3 separate regions of the Mus musculus genome follow, and regions 2 and 3 are each linked to region 1. Evidence: chromatin contacts called from public Micro-C and promoter capture Hi-C data. All regions are on one chromosome and are shown on one strand. Each heading gives the region's core, a stretch centred on a gene start, on an enhancer-like site or on the middle of the called end of the contact. The rest is flanking DNA. Distances are from core to core; before and after follow the strand shown.

Region 1 (4,447 bases), core at 684-3,183:
GGCAATTAGACAGCATTATAACATGATTCCAGCCAGTGCTGAGTCTGAAGAGGGTTTGTTTTTCTCCAGTCCACTTCTATATCATTCTAGGTACATACAAAGTATAAGGTCAGTTCTAGGTCAAGGAACAAACAAGGCAATAAAAAGTCCCGAGGTATTCAGGAACTTATCAAGATGGTCAAGATCTTGAGCCTGCTTCCATGTCCTGGCTCAATGCCAAATTCCTGACAAATTTATAGAAGCAAACCCAATAGCTCTTTTCACAGGAGAATAGTTCAAAGTCAGCCTGGCTTACATAGCAAAACCCCGTCTTTAAAAAAGTTAAGTTAGCCCATGTTTTCCTTTAATGAGTTTTCTTCTTTAAATTGTAGTGTATGCCGTAAAGTAGGAATTCAGTTTTATCTGCCTCCAAATGACTATCCAGTGTTTCCTACGTCCTTCATAGAAGGTCTACATACCTTCCCCAGTCAACTAAGATTTATACACAGTGTCATGCTGTGGCCGAGGCTTGTCTCAGAACTCATGATGTAATCTCCAATTAAAGGCTCAGCTGAACAGTTTGTTTCTCGTGTGTATTCAGTTAAAGACTTTATCCATGTTGTAGTCAATGTAATAAAACCAAAAGTCAAGACAATGAGTTAACAGGGGATTGTTCTGAAGCACACCTGCTGTAAAAAGCAACTGGGAACATTATTTCCAATACACCAGGATACATCTTTCAGTGGATCCACCTGGAGCAAGGAAAGGGCAAACCACACCTGCTTTACTGCTGTGCGGTGGAGAGAAGCCTGTGATCAAAGTCCCTCAAGTTAAACTATCTCACAAACTGATTTTGGAAGTGAAAACTGGGAAAATTCATTCACAACACTAGGCAAATTAATTAACACTTTAAAAGGTCTGTCTGTAATCTGGTTGGAATGTGTTGGGTTAAATTAAATCCATGCTCCTTGTTTTTTTCAGGGAATAGTGTAATTTTTTTTCTATATTAGTGATTATTCCCCAGAAATTATCAGTTCCGAGTCCTCAGCTGCAGGGATTTAAGTTGTCTGGAAATAACACCTTAGTGTAACTGTAGTTTTTGTTTGTTTTTATAGACAGAGGTTCACTCTCTAGCCCTGGCTGGGTCTCCTGAGTATTGGAATTATAGATGTGAACTACCACACCTAGACACCTGCAGTTTTGAAAGCTCCTTGGTAATTCCAAAGTGTACCCACGGTGTGTGCTTGAGCAGAGGCAGCAAGGTAGTCCAGGGCTGTGGAAGGCCTTTTAACTCCCGTGCTCTCAGTTCCAGCTCCGAATGCTGTGGATCGCCCTGGAGCCTGTGCTTTTGCTCAGGGTCACACGAGTCTGGTATTAACCAGAGAAAATGATTCTCACTGTGGCCTTTTCCTTTTGTGAGGGTGAAGGGGCGTGGAGCCCAGGCGTTCCCCACTCCACCGGTTTCTCAAATCTGATGCTGTAACCGCAGAGGTTAGACTATGCTCTAAACAAACCCAGTGAGCTCAGTAAACAAACCCAATAAGCAATTCATCCCATTCAACAGAGAAGGTGTGTGACCTCCAGGTGACCCGGGTCACTTTTAATCCTAGCATCGGGTCACTGTCAGGCAATTCTGCTTCCGACAGGCTCCGATTGGCGGCCCGGGAAGTCGCAGAACCTATGCTTACCTCGGGTCAGCCCCAAACAACCAGCCACTTTCCCTAACAAGGTAGCGCCTGGACATGGCCCGAATGACGTCACCCTATAGTCCCACCCACCGGAGGCACGGCCTGTCATTCCAACGCTCTCAGCCTTCGCCCGGGTTCCTGAGGACCAGGCGCAGACTCCAGTCTTCACTTCCTCCTTGGCTCCGCCCTTTTCGTGCCTGGGGGCGGGGAGAAGACCGGAGGGGGCGGTGCCGCGCGTGCGCGGAGAGGAGCGGAGGGGCTGGGGCAGAGGGCTGGTTTGAGTGACTGAAGGCAAGATGCAGGTGAGTGTGGCGAGCTCGGGACCCCAAGTCTGCGGTCGTTTGGCTTGGTGGGCTCGCGCCAGACCCGGAGCCGGGTCTACATGGATTAGTTACAGAACTCGGCGGACTGCGGGGAGGCCCGGCGCAGGCGCACTGCGAGAGGGCGGGTGCGGTCCCTCCGGCCTCCTGGGCTGGGCACTCCTGCTCCGGTGCGTCCTGCCCCGCAAATCTCTGTCCTTTGGTAGGCACCGGACTTTGGGCTCGTTCTCCTCCAGGCCTGATGAAGGCCCCGACCCTCCTGCCATCTAGAGCTGACTCTAGATGGTCCGTTGGGAGTGCTTTCTGGTTTCCAGATCTGAACTCTAGGCCTCACGACTATTGTTAATTTCTAATATGAAGAAAGGTGGAACTCCTTAGCAATTTTTTTTCCTTTTTTGAGCTGGAATTAGACAAAAGCCCAAAGAAAGTGTGTTAGAGAACCGCATCGGAATAGCCTTAGAAGAGCAAAAGTATGCGTCAGCCACTTTGTCGCCAACCTTCTATGTGGCTGTGTTTAAGGATTCTGAAGAGTCTGGATGGAGGGTAGATGGACCGTGTAGTTGTGGGCTCCGGCTTAAGAGACAGACCTTGGGGACTGGAGGGGGTGGTCATCTACACATTCAGCAAGCCGGCCACACCTACACCTGGGAGGCAAGAACAGGCTCAAGTAAAGGGATATACCTAGTATTTTGTGCTTACTAAACATTAGCCGTCAGGAGTGACTCTGGAGCAGGCCAGGCGTCTGCTATTCTCAGATTTATCCTTTAGACTCTAAAGCTTAGGGAAGTCTGTGGGTCTAGCCACAGTCTTCCTCTTCCCCAAGTCTACTGCAGGCTCTCAGGACAGACAGATGGTCAGTCAGCATGTCACAGCGTTTTTGCATTTTCAGGTCCCTCTGCCTGGAATGTAACTTCCTTTGGTCTCCAGGTTCCTCTCGTTGGGGAAGAGTTCTCAGGACTCAGATAAACCTTCTTTAATTAGTGCGTAGCTCTGACCTGTTGTTTAGAGAGGCCCAGCTTCAAGCAGACACCTTTCATGGTTTATGTAGGGTTAGCCAGTCGTCTCCTGGTGTTTTGGGGTTTTGTTTGTTTGTTTGTTTTTTCTGAAGCTGAAATGCGCAGGTTTCTGGTTAAGACAGTGTTTGCTGTATCGTTGCGTAGCTCTGACCTGTTGTTTAGAGAGGCCCAGCTTCAAGCAGACACCTTTCATGGTTTATGTAGGGTTAGCCAGTCGTCTCCTGGTGTTTTGGGGTTTTGTTTGTTTGTTTGTTTTTTCTGAAGCTGAAATGCGCAGGTTTCTGGTTAAGACAGTGTTTGCTGTATCGTTGGCGGTCACTTCTCAAGGAAGGGGAACTGGTGGATGTTCACCCCTTTGAGAAAAAGGAAGGGATAAGCAGTCGACAGCAGCAGGAGCCAGGGTCTTAGGGTCACTACCGCCACCCGTCAAAAGCATCCAGGGAAGAAAGGGTTAATTGGGCTCACACTTCTATATCACAGTCCATCACTGAAGGAAGTCAGGCCAGGAACTCAGCAGACCTGGAACCTGGAGGCAGGAGCTGATGCAGTAGCCCTGGAAGGGTGCTGCTCACTGGCTTGCTCCTTGTGGCTTGCTCAGCCTGTTTTTCTTATAGACCCCAGGGCCACCAGCCCAGCGGTGGTCACTCTGACAATGACAAACTCTCTCATCTATCACCAATTAAGAAAAATGCCCTAGGACTGGAGAGATGGTTAAGCGGTTAAGAGCACTGTCTGCTCTTCCAGAGGTCCTGTGTTCAATTCCCAGCAACCACATGGTGGCTCACAACCATCTGTAATGGGATCTGATGCCCTCTTCTGGTGTGTCTGAAGACAAGTACAGTGTGCTTACATACATAAAATAAATAAATAAGTCTTAAAAAAAGAGAATCTTGTTCTTCAGATGATTGTAGCTCGGGGCGAGTTCTCATAAGACTACCCACTATCTGTAGTTCAGTTTTAGCTCTGTTGTCTCAATTCAGAGGCAGTTTCTAATTTTGTTTTCTTATTCCTGTGTAACATAATATTTCCTAAGTAAACTTGTTAATCACACTTAATTAAAGTTAAAGCTTGCTGTTTTCTTTTTCTCTTTCACTCTTGCTGACTCCATTCCACCCTCATATAATTAAATGCCCTCTCTGGAGCATCCACCTCTGTAAACTCGGTCCATATAACCCCGTGGACCAACAGCCTGTTGCTCAGTGCACACGACACAGCTTGTCTCCATAACAGTGTGCAGCTTGTGCCGGTGCCCATTTTTTTTTTTTTATATATTTTTTTTTCCATTTTTTATTAGGTATTTCGCTCATTTACATTTGCAATGCTATACCAAAAGTCCCCCATAGCCACCCACCCCCTCTCCCCTACCCACCCACTCCCCTTTTATGGACCTGGCGTTCCCCTGTACTGGGCATATAAAGTTTGCGTGTCCAATGGGCCTCTCTTT
Region 2 (4,447 bases), core at 1,025-3,524, 620 kb after region 1:
TACCCCGTCTACCAAGATGTGAACAGCCTTTACACACGTCTCCCCCAGTGTTCGGAGCTGTTAGGACACCATGGACCAAACAAACAAACACACACACACACACACACACACACACACACAAAACCAAAACAGAACAGAAAAAATACGTTTTTCTCTCTCTTAAGTTGTTTCCCATAGCTACTGTGGTTGCAGCAATGAAAAAGCAATGGCTACACAATTACTGGAAAAATTGAGAGAATTTACACCATCATTAATTAAATAAATCCACCAGAGAGATGACACTACCTGCCTGAGAATATCAGCATGTTGGAGGGGTGTGTGTGTGTGTGTGTCTCCTGCACCGTGGTGAGCCATGGTGTGTTCCAGGGGTTGAGGAAAAGGGAGGTTTCAAAAGCCAAGAAGAATTACATCTGATGTCTTGAATCAGTAATCCTTGGATTAGTAACAAAAGTGGCGTGGTGTCAATCTAAGGCTGGCCTGTTTGTGTGCACAGGTCCTTGTAGGACGCTGTGGTGTTCTTTGTTCAAGCTATACTTCCGGTGTAGCCTTCCAGATGGCTACTCTCCGGTAGCCACATGAACAAACCCTCCCTTCACAAGCTCCTCACCTTATCTTTTTTTTTTTTTTTTTTTTTGAGGGTGCAGGTGGTCCTATTTTGCCTCTGAGGGAGGTCTTCCACATGTCTGTCACACATGGATACAAATACTGTTTTCCTTGGTGACAGTATCCTTTGGCCATGGTAACAATGAGTAGTTTCTATTATAGGTGTCTCTGCAATAATTTTCACATTGTTCTAAAATAGCTTGACTCTTGATATTTTCATAGGGACTTCATTGACTCTGTAGATTACTTTGGGTAATGGACACTTAAACAATATTTATTCTACCCATGGGAAGATGAACATTGAAGCAATATTTATTCATCCCATGGGTAGATGGATATTTATACAATATTTATTCTTCCCATGCTCTTTCATTGAGCTACGCTCACAATCCCTATTTGTTTATTTTAAAGACTTAAGTCACAGTATGCTGCCTAGACTGATCTCAGACTCATGGATTCACGTGACTTCCCTGCCTCAGTTTCCCAAGGAACTGGACTACAGGCATATGATATTGTATCTGGTTGTACGGTGTTTAAAAAATTATATGTTGATGTGTGTGGGTTGGTGCATATGAGTGCAGTACCTGAGGTGGCCAGAAGAGGACGTTGGATATTCTGGCGTGAGCTATCCAAAGCTAGTGCTAATTACATATACATATACATATACATATACATATACATATACATATACATATACATATACATACATTCCCAGCCTCTGAAATTAAGTGAGATACTGGTGGATTTTTGTTTGTTTCTGGTCATTTGAGACAGTCTTTCATTGCGCAGCTCATACTTGCCTCAATTTGCCATCCTCCTGCCTCGGCCTCCTGAAAGCTAGGACTACAGGCATATACTACCATGCGTGGCTTATGTGTGTTGTTTTAAGTAACTAATTTGGGCTGTGTGCATAAGTAATCTGTATCAGAGCAGCAGATAACTAAAGCAATGAAACCCAGTCTATTACCTAAGCAGAGAAGTTGGTACTTGTCATTGTGGGGCATCCCCAAACTTTAGATGGTTGCAATTAAATCAACATATTACCTCACTAAAGAATGTCTCGTGAGCATGCAAGAGTGCCAGGAATGTTAGCTCCATCGGTGACATGGTGACACGGTGACATGGTGGCATTTAGTTGTCACGGTCTCCTGAGGAGGAATAGACCACCCAGTCTGGATTCTGGGTCACTTGACTGCATTCCCTGTTGGGAAATAAAGACTTTGTTCCATTTGTCTGTTTTGAATTTAGGTAAACACCTCTTCTAGACTTCCCCCTCCTCTCCTCCTCCTCCTCCTCTTCCTCCTCCTCCATCTTTTCCTCTTAAGACAGGGTCTCACTATGTAGCCCAGGCTTGTCTTAAACTCAGAGAGATCCACCTGCTCTGCTTCCCCATTGCTGGGATTAAAGGCACCACTGCCCAGCCATTCACTCTGCTCTTTAAGATCCGTGGGTGTGCTCATCACAGCTGTGTGGCTCCTTAACTCCTCTGGGGACTAGGGAGCAGGGTGGATTTGCCCTGACTATGATATTGGACTTGTGGGGGTCACTGTGTTGACTTAGTAAAATGCCACAGGGCACTTTAAATCAGGAGAGCATGGATCAGTGGAACTACTGGGCAGGCTACCAGAAACAGGTTAGGATGTTCCTTGGGGAAAAGAGGCTTATGGGTAAAAATTAAACCAAGTTAGGTTCGATGCCCTAAAGGCAGTGGCTCTCAACTTTCCAAATGCCGTGACCCCTGTGTCGTAGTGACTCCTCGAGCATAACATTATTCCATTTCTACTTCCTAACAGTAATTTTGCTACCTTTATGAATTGTAATATTAATATTTTTGGAAATAGAGGTTTGCCAAAGGGGTCTCGAGCCCCTTGAGGAAGGCTGAGAACCACTGCCTTAAGGTAAAGAGGCCTCCTGTGAGAGTCTAACCTACAGGTTAGATGCAGGGCTGTGCCTGGGACTGGGAAGCAGGGTGGCTGTTAGTATTGCGATGGAGCTGCACCTGTGTGGGAAAACTTCCGATCAAAGACTCAGAACCCCCCAGGCATAGGTGAAGCCTTTCTTGCCAAGCTGGTTCAAAAGTTTCTGATGTGTTAGGATGTGAGGAGAAAGTCTCTCTCCCACCCACTCCAGAAAGCCTAAAAGGCTCCATAGGGCTTTTGTCTGACCTTGGACAGCTGCACAGTGACCTTGAGGGGCTTACAGTTTTCAGTTTCTCTCACAGCTGGCGCTGTCTGTTGCTTATATCCTGGCCTGATTCATAAGACTCTTACTCTGAGGTAATTATTACTTTTTCAATAAAAGCATCTGGACAGAGATATTCTTTATAAGCGATATCCACCAGAATATACTTGCAGAATATAGGACACTATAGGACAAGCAGTAACAATGATTAATATGTCCCAAGACAAACAAACCCCACGAAACATTCAAGATAAATACATGATCTTTTCCAAGTATTTATGGAAAGATGACTTTTGCACAAGATAGATCTAAATCTAGAGGGCTTGGAGAGACGGTGCAGAGGTTAAGGGCCCACAGGACTCTGCAGCAGATGGAATTCTGGTCCTAGCAGCCTTTGGGGGCAGTTCACAACTGCTTGTAATTCCAGCTCCAGGGGATCTGGTGCCCGATTCTGGCCTCTGTGGGTGCTGCACTCACATGTACAACACTACATTTAGACACACACACACACACAACTTCAAAATAAATTCTAAAATAAAAAGATCTAGATGATGTTACTTTTAGTTTAAAGATCTTGACTGCCTCATTTGTGTTTCTGGAATCCGATGGCTCTTAGTTCTATCAGATGCAGTAAGTTTTCCTGGAACCAAGTACTGAAGGCTTACTTTATAGACAGTAAAATGATGAAGAAAATAGAAACAAGAAGGGGCTTTGCGGGCTCACGCTATTCCTCTTGGAAGGCTGCGACAGGAGGATGGACCAAGAGGATGAGATTAGGTTACCTCTGGTTTCTTTGTGTGAGTGTGAGCCCCTTGGCAGAGGCAGAAGGAAGTTAAGAATCACAACTGAAACAGGTTTGGGAAATTTGAGCATTAACCTTTTCTCCTGGTTTCTCAGAAAAATGGAGAAAAACTCCCTTTTGCCTTACTGAAGGGAAGTGTGGCCAGTGCGCTGGCCTTGCGCGCACTGGCCTTGCCTGTTTGTGGCAGTCACTGCGGTCTCTCTGCTAGGCCCTCGAGAGAAATGCTCTGACCCCCGTGGCAATGGCTACAGAGAAAAGTCCACACTGTTGGAAATAGATGTGTCTGGGGCCGGTACTTTCGGGAGCCGGTGCAAGCTGCGTAGCCTCTCTAGGTGTCTGAAAACATCTGGTGCTGATACGGCTCAAGGCCAAACAACCCAAAAGCCTCGGGCGGGCGAGCTGAGCAACTCCAGGACAGGTAGGTTAACACAAAGGCAGCATCTTCTGCAGGAAGTTAGGACCCAGTGAGCTCTTGATAAGAAGAGCATTTACAAGCTTGAAGACTGCAGGGGAAGGAAGCAGATGTAATCTCCCACTACAGAAGTTCCCTTTTCTGCCCTATAAAACTCCAACCCGCCCCACCCCCCACCCCCACTCCTAAGCACATTCCCCAGGAGTGGCTTCTGCCCTTGGCTGTTCTGATTAAAGGAAAACCTGCTTCTGTAGGGTCTGGTCTCCAATGTTCTCTAGCCTGGAGCGATTCTAACAATCAGCCAACTGATCTAACTCTAGCCTCCGGCTCACACAAGGCCTGAGTAAGCACACTTGGGAAAGGCTTCTCTGTTCTGCCCTCCTCATCTTTTACAAGTAGCTGTTCCTACAGCCTGTATCTGGATCCTGGACCCTGGCGGGGGCTTCAGT
Region 3 (4,447 bases), core at 1,228-3,727, 530 kb after region 1:
CCATACTTCAAATTCTGAACTGGAACCTTGTCCTCCTCAGCTAGCAACATGAGGTTTGAGCCCCCCTCTTAATTGGCTGGGCTCTGACACTGGCAGCTTCCAGTCAGTCTTGCCGCCACACAGAAAAAGTGACAGACACTATAGTAATCTGTGGTACTAAGCCGGCGTGCTTGGTGAACTGAGTGGATTTGATACATTTCATTGGTGATATTTCCTGCTGCGATGCATAGTTTTTATGTCAACCTGACATAAGCTGAGCAGAGGGAATCTCAATTAAGAAAAATGCCTAAATGCTGGGCGTAGTGATGCATACCTTTTGTCTCAGCAGTTGAGAGGCAGAGGCAGGGGGATCTCTGTGAGTTCCAGGAAAGCCAGAGATACATAGTATTGAGGTTCAGGAATTGCCTCGCAAATCACAGGAGCACTGACCTCATTTAGGCAGGGATAGTCTATTGAGCATACACCCCAGGACTGGTCGATCAGAGCAATGGTCCAGATTTGGGAACTGAACCATGACCCTGAGTTAAGATCCTACAGTGTTTTTAAGCCTAAAATCCGCAAACATCTGTGTCAAGTTATTCCACCAATCAGGATTTAGGATAGGGGATTTCTGTAGGAGTGTGTCTTTGTTGTACACTTATCCTGCCCCCATCGGTTGGGATATCTAGGAGAGGAGACTTGCCTTGTCTAATGTTCGTGTCCTAATTTGTTTACAAGGATGGGGCTAATTACTTGTCTAATAGTGATGTCCTAATTTGTTGACTAGGATGTCAGTTATCCACGTACATGTCTCTTTCTGCCAAGTAGGATGTCAGTTCCCAGGGAGGTCTTGGGAGCTTAAACTTTACTGGACCACTACTCAAAATGGAATTCTTATTCCAAATAGTTTCTTATATGGGTGCAGGTGTCTCTCTGATGTTGGGTCCATCTCAGGGGCAGCGTGTGGCATAAAAGCTCACACACAGGCACAGGGTGTGCTACTGAGTGGTTGGTTTGGATCCAAGTTTACCGTGGGCTTCCGACTGACGTCTATCATGACTGGTTTCCAAGGATACAGAACATAATCAGTCCTGACATTAGAAAGCTTCCTAGGAACAGCAGAAACACATAAGAAAATTTCCTTATACTGGCAGGCTAGCCAGGTGACAGTCACCTAGGCCTAGACCTTAATATTTTACCTAGGTCCTTTTACATGGTGAGACCCTGTTTTGAAAACAAGCGGAAGAAAGGAAGAAAAAGAAAGAAAGAACTGTAAATGTAAATGTTGCTTCTATTTCCTCGGACGATGGGATGGAATGAGAGCCATGCCCAAGGTGTGCAAATACCCAGTGTGGGCTGAGCCCAGAGCATTTCTTTCTCCATTCTAACTATCCCTAAGCCTAGGCCTGGAAGCCTGTAGCCTCCATACAATCTCATCTCCCACGATGAGTTCAGTCCAGCTCCTCTCAGCTTCTGACTGAATGGCTCTGCCTGGCTTCATACTAACTTTGGCAGTTAGTATGTTCTAATCCTCTGGTTCATTTTTTTTATTCTCTGGCACGTTCTGTCTTCACCGGTGTCTAGCTTGTTTTCTCTGCACCCTGTCTCTGTAAAACTGTCCTGGTAAAACTACCTCACAGACACCACACCGCCTTTGTCTCCCTATGCTGTTCTTAAGTAACCTCTCTTTAAATGCTGTTCTCATGAGAGTTGGGAGTCTCCTCCCTCTGACTCATCCTGTCAGGTCTTTCTCTGATTCCTCACTTTGTCTGCCCCTCAATTAGACATCACTTTCAAACATGGCTGCTTCCTTCTACAAACCAACTTTACCTTCATTGTTAGGGATTAAAGGTGTGTACTAAGGGCTTGCCTGTATTCCAGCCGGATCACATAGACCTAGAAGATCTTTGGATGTGATCCCTTGGCAGAATTGTGTTGCTGGATTTAAAATTCTCTACAAAGACTAAGCTCAGGCTATAGGTAGGCCTGTAGGGCATTTTCCTACTTATAAAAAAGCTCTACCAGTCAGTAGCCTTTGCTCCTGGCTGTCTGAACTGAAGGTCGAAATCTAAGTGATGCCAGGGAGAATGTCACTTTTTCCAACATTGTCCTTACCTTGCTAGAATGGAAGCCACATGGAAACAAACAGTCTCAACCTACATAGACTCAAAGGGGAGCAAGAGGGCATGACTAACTGACCACTGAGAATCAGGTCAGTGGGACAGGAATGTAAAAGCGAGGCTTTGTGCACAAACAGACCACACAAAGCCCAGGAAAAATGGAAACAGTTGATGCAGTCATGGGTCTAGCCTGAATATATTACTATTGTTCACTGCCTGGACATGTAGTAAAAATACAGAGGACAAGGTAATGCTGGTGGTAAATCTTAATGTTTTCCCAGAAAGATACATAGATCTTTATGCGGTTGGTAACTCAGGAGATGGCACGTGATCGGTGCTCTAATGACATCTGCAAATAGCACTGAAAGATGTTAATATTTTACACAGGAAAATCGATAGCTCCCAGCTGAGAGCACCTGATTGCTATTATGTTTCATTATACCCAGTGAGAGCACCTGATTGCTACTATGTTTCATTATAGTGTATTTAAAGCCTTTAAACATCAAGTAGGATTGGCTAACCAGGGCACAGAGTGGCAAAAAAGAAAGGGAGAAATAAGCGATAAAAATAGAAAGGACCATGTGTGTGCCTGGGAACCAGCGGGCCTGGGGAAGGTCTGCCAGTATGAAATGAGCCTGGCCAGCCCTGCACAAGCTCAGCCTGCTTGCCTGTGGCCCATATGCCTCTCCAACAGGCTCCTGCCATCTAGCCTGAGCTGCAGCTGTGAGTGGCCTGGGTTCTGCTTGCCAAAGGTGGCTGTCAACAGAGCTGCCCCAAGGTAAGGGCCAGATCGTATCATCTAGGCAGACACGAAAGCACCTAGCTCTGCACCAGTCATGTTCGCTCCCAGCCAGACCACCTTCCTCCCTGGTAACCCGGAGCTACCCTAAAACCACTCCCAGGATCCTCCAGAAGAGAGCCTAATCCAGGACAGGAGCTGCTCCCTGCTAGCTGGCTGCCAGTATCCTCAGCACCCCATCTCCTCCTACTGTTCCTCGTTACCCAGGAGATGAACATCAGAAGCTGCAGGAAACCACTGTTGTAGACAGTGCTCAGCCCCTCATGTCAGGCCAAGCCGACATGGAGCTGCTTGAGCTAACTTCCATCCCATCGAGCTGAACTGTCAAGAAAGCAGGTCCCCAAATAGATCAGTTTTCCAGAAAGGTTTCTATGCAGGAAAGGACAGCATCATTTAGACAAAGTAATCGGGTGAAGAATGGGACTAGTGGGGACTGGGGGTGGGGATGGAGGAGGAGTGGGGTACTGAGATGGGAGGATCAGATAAGGAGAGAAGAGGGGGACAGGGAAGGGAATGTGGGGAGAGACAAATATAAGACTAAGGACCATTTGACATATGGACCCCTAAGACAGCGGAAGCTTCCTGTGATATATACAGCATGAAGGAGATCTGAATGAAATTGTCAAGTAATGGGGGATAGAGAGCCCCAGTTGGACATTCCTTGTCACCAAATGAAGCTTCCAGTCCTGGGAATGGGTTACATCTAATTGAGTTATTAGCCAAAGGAGTCCTATGGGAACCCCCAAACAATCCAAGCTGTTGCCAAGACTCTCCATAAACTGGCAATCAAGCAACACTTAACACGGTTCATTGAATACAAAGAAGTTAAGTTGGTGCCTACATAGAGCCTTTGCCACTAGGGACTAATGTCCATGGGCAGGTACTCTGAATGCTAGCAAAGGAAAAGGGCAAACAACAGCCTGGGCACAAACCCTTTGTATACACGAGTGACCTGCCTGCAAGATGTGCTGATGTGATCGTGCCACAAAGCTCGTGGAAGTGACCAACCATTCTCTGATTAGATTTAAAGCTTACTCCATGAGATGGAAATGCACACCCAATGCTGCTTGGGTGGCCAAGAACCTGAGACTAGATAGGCCAGGGGCACAGGGGAAATCCAAGTACCACTCCTCTGCTAAAGAAACATAGTAATAAAATGACTCCTAGCAATGTTCTGCTACACTCATAGATGGTGTCTTGCCCAGACATGGTCAGAGAAGCTTCCTCCTGCAGCAGATGGGAACAGACACAGAGACCCACAGCCTGACAGTCCTCAGAACGAGTGACCTTGGAACACTCAGTCCTAAATGGATTTCTCCATCTCTCCCCTGAGCGGTCAGAAAACTGCAGGAGACAGAAAGAGTGTGAGAGCCAGAGGGGACGGAGAACACCAGGGAACCAAGGCCTTCCAGACACAACAGGGCTGACACACATGAACTCACAGACGGAGGCAGCATGCACAGGGCCTGCATGGGTCTGCAGCAGATGGGGTCCTAGAGCTCAAAGACGACGACGACACATTCCCCCATCTTTAACCCAGAAGCAATTT

The links. Promoter capture Hi-C pulls out the DNA fragments that hold promoters and counts their contacts. Hi-C and Micro-C count contacts between places; a contact is called where the count stands out from the background.
Region 2: a Micro-C map of the G1E-ER4 cell line shows a contact between it and region 1. The contact joins the enhancer-like site here to the promoter of Pdcl3 in region 1. A contact is called at or near these places in 2 of 39 promoter capture datasets (hippocampal neurons and liver), 1 of 484 Hi-C or Micro-C datasets (the G1E-ER4 cell line), 1 of 115 datasets of contacts at active chromatin or transcription factors (embryonic forebrain) and 2 of 9 other capture datasets (adipose tissue and liver).
Region 3: a promoter capture Hi-C map of liver shows a contact between it and region 1, with 5 times the contacts expected there. The contact joins the enhancer-like site here to the promoter of Pdcl3 in region 1. A contact is called at or near these places in 18 of 39 promoter capture datasets (the C10 cell line, the HPC-7 cell line, HPC-7-derived erythroid cells and 13 more), 48 of 484 Hi-C or Micro-C datasets (the BV-2 cell line, CD4 single positive thymocytes, CD8 T cells and 36 more), 26 of 115 datasets of contacts at active chromatin or transcription factors (the HPC-7 cell line, SST interneurons, acute myeloid leukemia and 19 more) and 5 of 9 other capture datasets (adipose tissue, embryonic stem cells, liver and 2 more).

The regions. Positions count from the first base shown.
Region 1 is chr1:38,985,881-38,990,327 of GRCm38.p6, forward strand. It overlaps Pdcl3 (phosducin-like 3), which reads left to right and starts at 1,934. Exons shown (of 6, transcript NM_026850.4): 1 at 1,934-1,969. The coding sequence starts at 1,964.
Region 2 is chr1:39,610,472-39,614,918 of GRCm38.p6, forward strand. No RefSeq gene overlaps it. Among named protein-coding and RNA genes, the nearest start is that of Gm51620, 20 kb to the left of the region's middle. Within about 2 kb of position 2,275, at least 6 of the 459 cell types and tissues checked have an H3K27ac peak or open chromatin away from gene starts, as enhancers often do. A contact at or near this core is called in the G1E-ER4 cell line and liver, where this site is marked.
Region 3 is chr1:39,512,999-39,517,445 of GRCm38.p6, forward strand. No RefSeq gene overlaps it. Among named protein-coding and RNA genes, the nearest start is that of Gm24826, 4.3 kb to the right of the region's middle. Within about 2 kb of position 2,478, at least 28 of the 459 cell types and tissues checked have an H3K27ac peak or open chromatin away from gene starts, as enhancers often do. A contact at or near this core is called in liver and pancreatic islet, where this site is marked.